2 separate regions of the Mus musculus genome follow, and region 1 is linked to region 2. Evidence: chromatin contacts called from public promoter capture Hi-C data. All regions are on one chromosome and are shown on one strand. The core of a region is the stretch at or near the end of the contact, and the rest is flanking DNA. Distances in the headings are between cores, read along the strand shown.

Region 1 (4,941 bases), core at 296-2,795, 140 kb before region 2:
AGTAGTCCTGTCCACAATGCCGGTGGACTCAGCCAAGAAAGCCATTAAGGCCTGTCACATACTTGCCTGGCAGTGGGGATGGGGGTTAGAACAGCCCATCATGGCTCCTTTATTTTCAAAGATCTATTGGGTAGAAAGGAGAGAGATATTCAATAGTCACACAGACATCAAGTCAACCCCTCCTCACCATACCCTGTGGAAGCAGTAATGGTTCTCCCCCAAACCAAAGTTACACCTCCCCCTCACAGACCTGCACCCAAGGGTACTGGGCACCCAGCTCCTCTGTGACTGAGGCCCATGCATCGATGACAGCTCGGATCTCAGGGACAGACATGAGTGGCAGCGTCACATCCGACCAGGGGTGGAAGCACATGACCTTACTAGGTGGTGAGGGAAAAATGACATAGGGAAGTGGATTGGGTGCTAAGGGCAGGGCCCAAGCTCAGGTCTTCGTCTTCAGACCTGGGCTGGAGGTTGTAAGAGGGGAAACCCAAAGTTACCAAACTCCTCTGGCGGCCTCTGCTCGGAAGAGAGGGTGGTCACTGGGTCCTGGAATAAAGGAGTATTACTCTCTGTAGCACAGGTACCCGGGTCAGACCCAGTCTCCCTTCTCCCCAACAGTGGTTAAATTGAGGGTACCTGGATCCGGAGCATCGGGCTGCAGAGCCGGGAAGTCATTGTCAAACAGAAAGGTACCATCATAGTGGGGATTCACCTACTGACAAGAATAGGCTAGAAATACTACCTGACGGAATTCAAGGGCTATCCAGGCTGCAACGGGGGCGAGGAAGGCCCCACTCAAAGGATCAAAATTGCTTGCCCGGAAATGACCCAAAAGGAGGCGCACTGCTCCCCCTTGTGGGCGAAGGGTAGTAATAAGGAAGAAGGATTTTTTTCCTATCCCAGTTGGTGGCTGTGTATTCGGGCTTACCTCCCCATTAGCTCGTGTGGCCCCGGGACACAGAGGGTTGAGTGGGTCGTGGCGGGGCACTGTCTTCAGAAGCTGGGGCTCCACTTGTCCTTGCCAGGGCCGCTTCATGCGATGAGCCGACACTAACACCCACTCGTCCTGGAGCGGGTTGTAGCGAATATGCTGGTGTTCTGGGGAGAGACAAGGATCAGTCAGCAAAACTCCCTGTCTCTCTCTTCCCCGAGTGGCTCTAATGCCCTAGCAGGCCCAAGTACAGGGACGCTCGGTCGGCGCAGTGTTTCTAGAAGCTATAGGCTGGCGGAGGGGAGTTAAAGGGTTAAACGCTTTCCGTGCCACACGGCCTGCAAGCCCCTCCTTCCCTCGCCCGCCACCCTGGCCTCGGGTAGGAGTGCCGACCTTGACTCTGGGACTAGAACTTCCTACGGAAAAGGAAGGCTCGGCTCCGCACCGTAGCGGGTCCAGGCCGCCCAGCAATTACCGCTCGCCCGGAAGGTCGCTGCCATGGCGTCCGCCTCTGAAGCCTGCTGGCGCTGCTCAGGATCGGCTCCGCTATGCGACGTGAGGCCACACGAATTGACCTAAGGTACACAAGGTGAGCGCCCCATTCCATGTCTCCCCCCGCCCACCCTGGATGATTGGCTAGTCGCCAACACGTGACGGTGGGGGCACAGCCTGCCACTTGAGGGCGGGGCTCGGGACCGCCACGCTCACTTCCCCAGGTTGTTTTGATGATTCTCCTGCACACCGGATTGTAGCTACTTCTCTGGAGAGCATCTGTGAAAACTGGTTGCTGTGTCCATTCGTCCCGCCACGGATTCGGGTTGCTTGCACGACATTAGGGCTATTTATTGGAGCATGACATATCAGCTTCACCACTCAAGGACACTCCTGCCAGCAGCCTTTAACTGCCAATAGTCCATCAGAAAGGGCGGAGCCTCGTGAGTGCACCGCCCCCCAAACCGGTAAGAAACCTCTATGGGTCCATTCTCATGTTTTGTGCAGGTAACCACAGGTGTAGTGAGTTCTTGTGTTTGCACATCAGGCCCTGTCCTGTTCAGAAGACATCGTTTTTACTGAGCATCTTAACCGTGTGCCAGGCACCTAGGTTCTGTGTGGAGCATAGAGACGCCCTGTGCAAAGACCAGCAGCATTCTGAACTCATGACCTGGGTCACCTGCGGAGCTGCTGTGTGTGGTTAAGATGCAAGTTGTGGAGAGGGGGTGGAGGTGAGGAACTTGATCATACTATAGATGAAGCCTGCAGCCTGGCCCTTCAGGTATTGCCCGGATGTGTGAGTATTTCACTGTAACTATGCCTCTAGCCTCAGGAGCAGAAATAAGGTTAGATAAAGAGAACTGAGTAAGTATAGGGTGTGGTGGTACACACCTGTAATCCCAGCACTCCAGAAACAGAGACAGTAAACTTACAAGTTCAAGTTCAGCCTGCGCAGTTATACATAACAAGGCCCAATCTATATAAAAGTAAACCAAACGGCCAGTGGTGGTGCACACCATTAATCCCAGCACTTGGGAGGCAGAGGCAGGCAGATTTCTGAGTTCGAGGCCAGCCTGGTTTACAGAGTGAGTGCCAGGACAGCCAGGGCTACACAGAGAAACCCTGTCTCGAAAAAAAAAAAAAAAGTAAACCAAAAGACAGTAATGTGTGTGTGTGTGTGCGCGCGTGTATGCGTTTGTGCATACATACCAGGCACAGTGATGCATTTGCCTATAGTCTCAGCTACTCTAGAAGCTGAAGCAGAAGATCAATTGAGCCCACAAGTTCTAGACCATCCTGGCCAATATAGTGAAGCCAATTTCAAAAACAAGCAAAAGGCCATCAGTATTTGAAGGGCAGAGACAGGCATATCAATGAGTAGCCTGGCTACATAGAACATTCTAGGCTGTTGAGGTTTGGTCTGTTGCTATGTATTATGATGCAAAATACTGGCTGGGGAGGTGGGGAGCTGGAGAGATGGCTCAGGGATTAAGAGCACCAACTGCTCTTCCAGAGGTCTTGAGTTCAATTCCCAGCAACCACATAGTGGCTCACAACCATTTGTAATGGGGTCTGTTGCCCTCTTCTGGTGTGTCTGAAGAAAGCAATGGTGGTGTACTCATATGTATAAAATAAATAAATAAATAAATAAATATTTTAAATACTGGCTCCCAAGGTCTGGTCACTCCCACAGACAAGGACATTCTCATCTATACCAAGTGATGCTATGCATCCTTGCCCCTCAAGTTATCCCTGATTGGTTAACAAAGATGCCTACAGCCTATAGCTGGGCAGGAGAGAAGAAGAGAAATAGGCAGGACTTCAGTTCCCCCAGCTTGAGGGTATATAGCAGAGGGGGGTATGGGGAGGAGAGGAGAGGGAAGGGGAGGGGAGGAGGAGGAGGCGGGGGGGGGGGGGGAGGAGAGGGAGAAGACACTATGGGGTAGGATCCTGAGAACTGGCCATGAGGGCAGACCAGTTGGAGTAAGAGCAGCCCAAATGGGACTTAGCAAGTCACATCCCTTAGTTTAGACAAAATAGCCATAGAGGGTTGATATGCCCAGCTCTACTGCTGTCTTAGGCTTATTACAAATATAAAGGTTTAGTTTTTGTTATCTGTGTAGCAGGAACAGTAGGGCTACCTCTATGTAAACGCTGGGGTCAAGGCAGCCACAAAAGCACCTCCTGCAGGAGGACCTAATTGAGGACTGCCTGAGAGACCAAGGATTGCTGGTGCAGACAATGCCAGCCAATCAGGAACTGCTGTTTAGAAGAGATGCTTTCTTGAGACCAATGGGGCACGGGTGGAGTGTGTTAAAGGAGCTTGCAGCAGTGTTCAGATGAACTTGCTGAAAAGATTCTCACCTGCTCCCAAGGTCTGTGTCGATGATGCCACTGTGACACCTCACCTCCAACCCTCAAGCAGGTTGTGAGCAGTCCAGGGCACAGGAAACATCTGTTGACTAGGATGGTGAATGGATGACTTCGTCGCCCTCATTTTGTGACTGCTTGCAAACCTCCTTTTCTGGGGGTTTGTCTTTGTCTGTTGATGCCAGGACTGTGCTCTTGGTTTGACCTGATCTGCTCTTTCTTCTTCTCCTCACTGTGCCCCGTTCTGTTGCTTCTTTGGTGAGCTGGCCCCTTAGTGTTTTATGTTTTCTGTTGTGGGTTTCTGAGAAGGTGAGTGCCTGGACCTCATTACTGTCTTCTTTGTCTTCTCAGTCTATCTGTCCCAGTGACCTCACTTTTGGCCTCCATTCAATTTGAGGGTGAGCTTATGGTGGCCATCTCTCCACTTTTCTCTGTCTTTGGTGAGCATGCAGTGCATCTCACCATCTTTTCTGTCTGTCTTTGTCTGCTCATTTTCACTGTTTGTCTGGATTCATAATGGTACCTGACATAGGGTCTGTTTTCCCAGGTAATGGTACCAGGGATCGGCTCCCAAACACCTTTCCTTCCTGGGTACACCGTCCAGACATAAGAGCTTTGAGTTACACCTAAGGGAATCCCCTGCTTAGTATGTGACTTTCGTCACCTCTTCTGTCATGTTTGTCATATCTGTTTGTCATTTGTTTCCTTTGTGCTTGTTGACATGGGCTCTCTTCCCTCCACCATCAAGGAACCCCAGATTAGGACTCTGAAAACTCTCTGGTTACTCCTGGTCTCAAGGTTAAGATTCATGACCTGGACTAATTTTGGGAGGAGGCCGCTATATTGGCCCCCTGGATATCGCCGGAGAACATGTGGGACCCTGACCTCTGGATGTGTGTTCTCTTCCTCGCCCACAAGCTTGAGGTACAGTCTGGGATCACCCCTCCCTTGTTCTTTGTCCCCATCCTCCTTGCAGTCATCGCCAGTCTTAAGAATTCTTCCCCAGAGGAAGTGGTGGCTGTCCATAACAATCACTGCCTGGATCAGGCTAATATTCACCTTTCCATTACTGACCCCATCCCACTTCCTCTAGGCAAACAGGTTTGATTTTAGTGATGAGGATGAGAGCGCCTCTGCTCCAGCCC
Region 2 (5,521 bases), core at 1,841-4,340:
GGAATAGCCACACTGGCACAACAGAGAAACCCCCTCTCTCTTTCCCACCCCTGGCTCTGCCACCTTGTACTCCAGGAACAGAAATGCCCCCTTGTGTTGGGATTTCCACAGTTCCCATAGGCAGGGGACCAGCCCAGAGCTGGCTCGGAAAAGAGTCTTGATTCTGGAGGTTCTAAACCTCGGGCATGGTCAGAGACATCAGCGCCAGGCTGGCTCAGGCTCTCAGCACGGGTTCCTCGGCACCCTTGTCAGGTTGGGAGCTGTATTTAAATAGTGTGGGAAGTAAGAGCGAGCAAGGCCTTGGAGACAGAACACATCAAGTAGGACATTTAATTTGATTTAGGGAAAATGAGGCAAACATTTGAGAACCTAAATAACTAACCAGTAATTAAACTAACAACGGAATGCCCTTGCATGCCACCCGGCAAGCAGAGTGGCCTTTATGGACTGTATTTACAAAGAGACTTGACAACATAATTAGTCCTGTAAATTTTACGCAGCCCGCAGCTACGGAGTGATGGATTTTGTGTGTGGAGGATGAACAGGGAGAAATGAGGTGGATGAATTTCCATTTTCAGTAAATGAAATTAACACTGCTTAATTAGTGAAGCCAACAAGTAAATGATGGGGAAAGATTTAAACTCTTACGAGTGCATCTCTGGCCTGGGCAAGTTCAAGGGACAGCACAGAAATGAGTTTAGTGCGCAGAGGAGGGCTGCTGTTGGCCTAGCTTGAGGTGCTGCCCCAGAGAAAAGCAGGACTGAAGGACAGCTGCCTCCCTTGCCCTTCCAACATGGGGCCTGCTAGGAAGCTTCCTGCCCCGTCTCCTGTGGGATAGCCTCTCGGAAGCACACAGGCTTTCTACACCTGCTCTGCCATCCCTGCCTGACAGACCATGAGAAGTCTCCATTTCTCTGCTCTGCGCTGGCTAATGAGCTGGAATGGACCCCTTCATTATCACAGGCTGCCACAGTCACATTCCAGCTGTTTCAAGACCATCTCTTCCTGAACAGAATCCTTTTGTCTCCCAATATCCCTCCACCTTCGTTCACCTGCACAGTCTCTTCTGCTCAAGTCCTGGGAATATGTGGTCCAACATATGGGGCACCCACATCTCTCTGCTTTAAGCAGCTCGGACTGGAAGCGGTAGTGGGAAGGCAGGCCTAGATTTGTTGGTTATCCTTCCTTTTCTCTTCTTTTTTGGGGGGAGGGGAAGGAAGAATTGAGATTGGGTTTCTCTGTCTAGCCCTGGCTATCCTGGAACTTTCTCTGTAGACTAGGCTGGCCTTAAACTCACAGAGATCTGCCTGCTTCTGTCTTCCCAAGTTCTGGCATTAACGGTGCGCACCACCACCAGCTTCCTTTTCTGTTTTTGCTCTGTATCTAAAGCCAGGAAACTGTGTCTGAAGGATGTGACATGTCCCAAATATATATCCCTATCCTTCCTGTGCTGGAGAGTTTTATGTCAATGTGACATAAGCTAAAGTCATCTGAGAGGAGAGAATCTCAATTTAGAAAATGTCTCCATAAGATCAGGCTGTAGGCAGACCTGTAGGGCATTTCCTTAATTAGTGATTGATGTGGGAGGGCTAAGCCCAGTGTAAGTGGTGTCATCCCTGGGCTGGTGGTCCTGGATTCCATAAGAAAGCAGGCTGAGCAAGCCATGATGAGAAAGCCAGTAAGCAGCGCCCCTCCATGGCCTCTGCATCAGCTCCTGCCTTTGGGTTCCTGCCCTGCTTGAGTTCCTGTCCTGACTTCCTTCAGTGATGAACTGTGATGTGGAAGCATAAGCCAGACAAACCCTTCCCTCCCCAAGCTGCTTTGGTTCTGGTTTCTGACAGCAATAGTAACCCTAACTGAGACACTGCCTAATTTTTCTGTGGCTGAGTCTCAGAATAAAAACCTAAGAAATTCAGGGGAAAGAAAGCTGAAGAGGCCTGGCCTGTGCCTCCTGGGATCAAACTCAGCAGTGAAGCTGAGTTCTCATTCAGTGTTTCAATTCAGGCAATTTTGTTTCTCCCTGTGGGTTTCTATTTGGGAACTTCCAGAGACTGTAATGGAGGCTGGCGAGACTGGCTGTTCCTCCCAGTGACCTGTCTACAGCCAGGGTGCTGCCCCAGCTTGCACTTCTTCCATGGAGCACTCGTCTAAGAACATAGGACATCCCAGGTGACCTCAGAAGCCAATGCCTCGGCTGGCCCTGCTTAGGCCTGAAGCAGGTACTGTAATCAATAGTCACCTGAAAGTTGGCTGAACTGAGCTGGTGACACCAGCATAGAACCCTGCCCCAGCCTGGCTTCTGTGGAGACCCCCCCCCCCACACCCGGTTTTGCTCAGGCCCTCTGAGGGACCTGCAGGGAAGTTAGGAGACAGAACAAGAAGGTGGCAATGACTGGCCTGAGTGTGTAAACGTTCCTGCAGCACACAGGGCTCTTCTCATGCAGGCCTCCTGAGATGGAGGCCTGGCTGGTTGTCAGTCTTGCCATGTCACTAATGAGGAGACAAGGGCACAGAGAAGTGATCCTCCAGAGGGAGCTCTCTAGCTGCCTGTGGGTACCACTGGGGCTGTGCCTCCAAAGACCAAGGAGGGACAAAGAAACCTTTCCTGGATGAGTACTTGCCCAGAGGAGGCTGGAGCCTGCCAAGTTGAGGCATTCTTCATGGAAGGCATTACCTTTCTCTGACTAAGGATACTTCCCATGGATGGCCTCCAGAGGACGTTGCTTCTAACCCTGCCTAGAAGATGGGCTGCGATGTTCCAGAGTGTCTCCTCCCGCCTGCAGAGGCTCCTACACTCTCACCTCAGCCTCAAGCAGAGAGCCTGGGCCTCACATGGGGGTCCACACCCACTCCTGGGAAGGCCTACCCAACTTTCAGGCTCTGTTCCAGGCCCAGTAGCTGCAGTGTGCATGGGGGGGGGGTGTTCTAATTCCCTGCCAGAGGGGGAGGGTGCTCCCATTTGGCAGCAGCCCACCTTCAGGAGTAGGGACACAAAGCAGGCATTTAGGGCATCCTCAAAGGCGGCTCAGACCACAGAACTGGGAGCAGCTCCAAGGGCTCCTCCCTGAGAGGAATGACAAACACCAACTCCTCCAGACCCCCTCCCCCTGGAGCCCTACCCTGGTCAAAGAACTGATGAGCCATCTAAGAGGCAGTGACCAGGAGCTTGCGAGCCTGCCAGCCAGCAGCAGCTTGAAGAACGGAAGGGTTTTCCTGTTCACAGACGTGAATCCTCCCAGCCAGAGAACAAGCTGTTAGCATTAGGGAGCTGTGCCTGGCTCGCTATGTAGGGCCCTTCCCATTAGGAACAGGGACAGTCCAGCGCAGTGGTGGGTGTTCCTGCTTGGCCCAAATAGCAGGAAGGAACAGCAAGTTGCATATACAGTCAACAGCCCGCGCTGCCTCCTACTTCCAGCATACCCCAGCCGGGCCAGGAACACAGGTAACTGTGATCTCCAGTGGCTCAGTGACAGAAGGATAAACTTCAAACACTCACCTTTCCTCACCCTTACCCTGCCTCAGACCTGGTCAGGAAGGCCAGGCAAGGAAGCAGAGAGAGGGCCTCCATCCCACTCTCCATCTTTCCTTAGCACACCTGCACCAGGTCCCCCAGTCTCTAGCCTCAGGCCTGCAATCCCTTCCTGTATGAGACATATCCCTGCCCTTCCAGAATTCCTTCAGTTGTTTCCTTCTTGAAATGGCTTACCATGTCCTCTGAGGGATGACCCAGCCATATCATTCCTGCCTACAGACTTGGCCTATGCTGGCCCCTCTGCTGCAAAGCTTGCCCCTTCGTTCTTTGAGGGTCAGTTAGCATATTCAGTTGTACTCTTTTAACCGGCATTAATTCCCCATATGAAAGTGGGGTCTTCCCATTAGACCAGTGGTTCTCAACCTGTGGGTCGTGACCCCTTCTGAGTGTCCAATGACCCTTTTACAGGGGTCACCTAAGAGCATTGGTAAATACAACATTTATATTACAATTTGTAACAGTAGCAAAATTACAGTTATAACTTAGAAACAGAAATAATTTTATGGCTGGCGGTCGCCACACATGAGGACCCGTAATGAGGGATCATAGCATCAGGAAGGTTGAGAAGCACAGCATTAGACTGTGAGTGCTCTCCGAGGGCCAGTGACTACATCCTGCTTCTCTCTGGATTTCTCACACCTGGCTCAAAGCTCTGACCAGACTAGGAACTTAGTGTCTGATATTTGCATGAGCAAACAAATGAATGGGAAGATCACTTACAGGAGCCGTGTCCCACTGCAAAAAGATCCTTGTACTTTGGATTCCTGCAAAAGAAATGTGAACTCGTCGACACTGGAAACAGACATGGCCTTCCCATGGTCATGAGCTTTCTTTCCCATGGGCACTGGTGACTAACTGCTTTGCAGACATCCACTGTCTAGCTTAGACTCCTACCATGGTAGACATTAGATGATCCTGCAACCCAAAAAGGATCCAGGTCCTATTTCCCCCTACTGTGTCCCATGTCACACTCAAGATGTAAAGTGGAAGAAGAGTCTTGTGGCTCAAGATTTGGCACGCAGCGGGTGCTCTGGGGCACTAGTTTTGCTGCAATATCTGTACTCACCAGCAGAGGGCGGTGACTGCCAGGCGCTTGGCTTTGTCATTTTGAAACTTCCAGAGAGGCAGCAGCGTACCCTCCTGGTCCCTGTATTCATCAGCAGTATCCTCATAGTACTTAAAATCTTCAACGCAAATAGACACAGTCAGCCAGGGACTGCCACTTTGTAGCAAATCGATACCTCTTTGGGAAATACAATGAACCTCTTTGTGTTTGGGGCTGGGGATAACAGCAGTACCTATCTCAGAGGACCACTGTGAGACTACAGGTTGAGTTTAATACATGCAAAGTATCTAGAAAAATGCCAAGCACATAATTCTCTCTGTATATTAGCTGGTGGGGCAGGGCCTACAGTAAAGCATCCCTATGTGCGTGCACAGAATCCCAGGCTGCATCCCTCATCCTTGTGAGCCTCCTCAGTGCTTCAGATCAGAGCAACCAGATTTCAAGGGTTCAGCTGCCAGAGGCTGATTAATAGTTCTATTCATTCTGCATCCTAGATCCCTAAAATACCGTCTGAGTTTATACTCACTGTCAAGCCTCACTGCAATGGGCACCTGGACACACCTCCATGGGTTCCCAAAGCTCCGCTTCATCTGTGAAGCTGTGTCTGCCTTCCATCACTGCTAGGCTGCCAGAAGCAGCTCCTTCCCATTCACCTAAACTGTGGAGCTGGGGAATCCTTGGCTGACCTCTTTCTACCTTGTCTTATATTTTCCTCCTGTCTTTTTTAATCTTTTTTTTTTAAACCCATAGCTACTACCTACCTAGGTCAAGATCCCCAAGTCCATCACCTGACTATCATATTCTTCAGCTGGTCTCCCTGCGTCCTCCCATAACTCTTTGTCAGTCCACACTTCAGGGGAAGGGGGAGGAGGAAGGGGAGGGGGGAAGGGAGGGGGAGGGGGAGAGATGAATTTGTGCCCGGT

What was found. Promoter capture Hi-C pulls out the DNA fragments that hold promoters and counts their contacts.
Region 1: a contact with region 2 is called in a promoter capture Hi-C map of neural stem cells. The contact joins the promoter of Galt here to the enhancer-like site in region 2. A contact is called at or near these places in 3 of 39 promoter capture datasets (cranial neural crest, macrophages and neural stem cells), 2 of 115 datasets of contacts at active chromatin or transcription factors (embryonic stem cells and microglia) and 3 of 9 other capture datasets (adipose tissue, liver and pancreatic islet).

What each region holds. Positions count from the first base shown.
Region 1 is chr4:41,752,121-41,757,061 of GRCm38.p6, reverse strand. It overlaps Galt (galactose-1-phosphate uridyl transferase), which reads right to left and starts at 1,545. Exons shown (of 11, transcript NM_016658.4): 1 at 1,410-1,545; 2 at 932-1,101; 3 at 640-715; 4 at 501-549; 5 at 251-380; 6 at 67-123. The coding sequence starts at 1,434. Gm42274 (predicted gene, 42274) reads left to right here and starts at 1,290. Exons shown (of 2, transcript NR_155499.1): 1 at 1,290-1,893.
Region 2 is chr4:41,613,425-41,618,945 of GRCm38.p6, reverse strand. It overlaps Dnaic1 (dynein, axonemal, intermediate chain 1), which reads right to left. Exons shown (of 20, transcript NM_175138.4): 11 at 4,599-4,716; 12 at 4,253-4,296. Among named protein-coding and RNA genes, the nearest start is that of Enho, 24 kb to the left of the region's middle. Within about 2 kb of position 3,090, at least 47 of the 459 cell types and tissues checked have an H3K27ac peak or open chromatin away from gene starts, as enhancers often do. A contact at or near this core is called in neural stem cells, where this site is marked.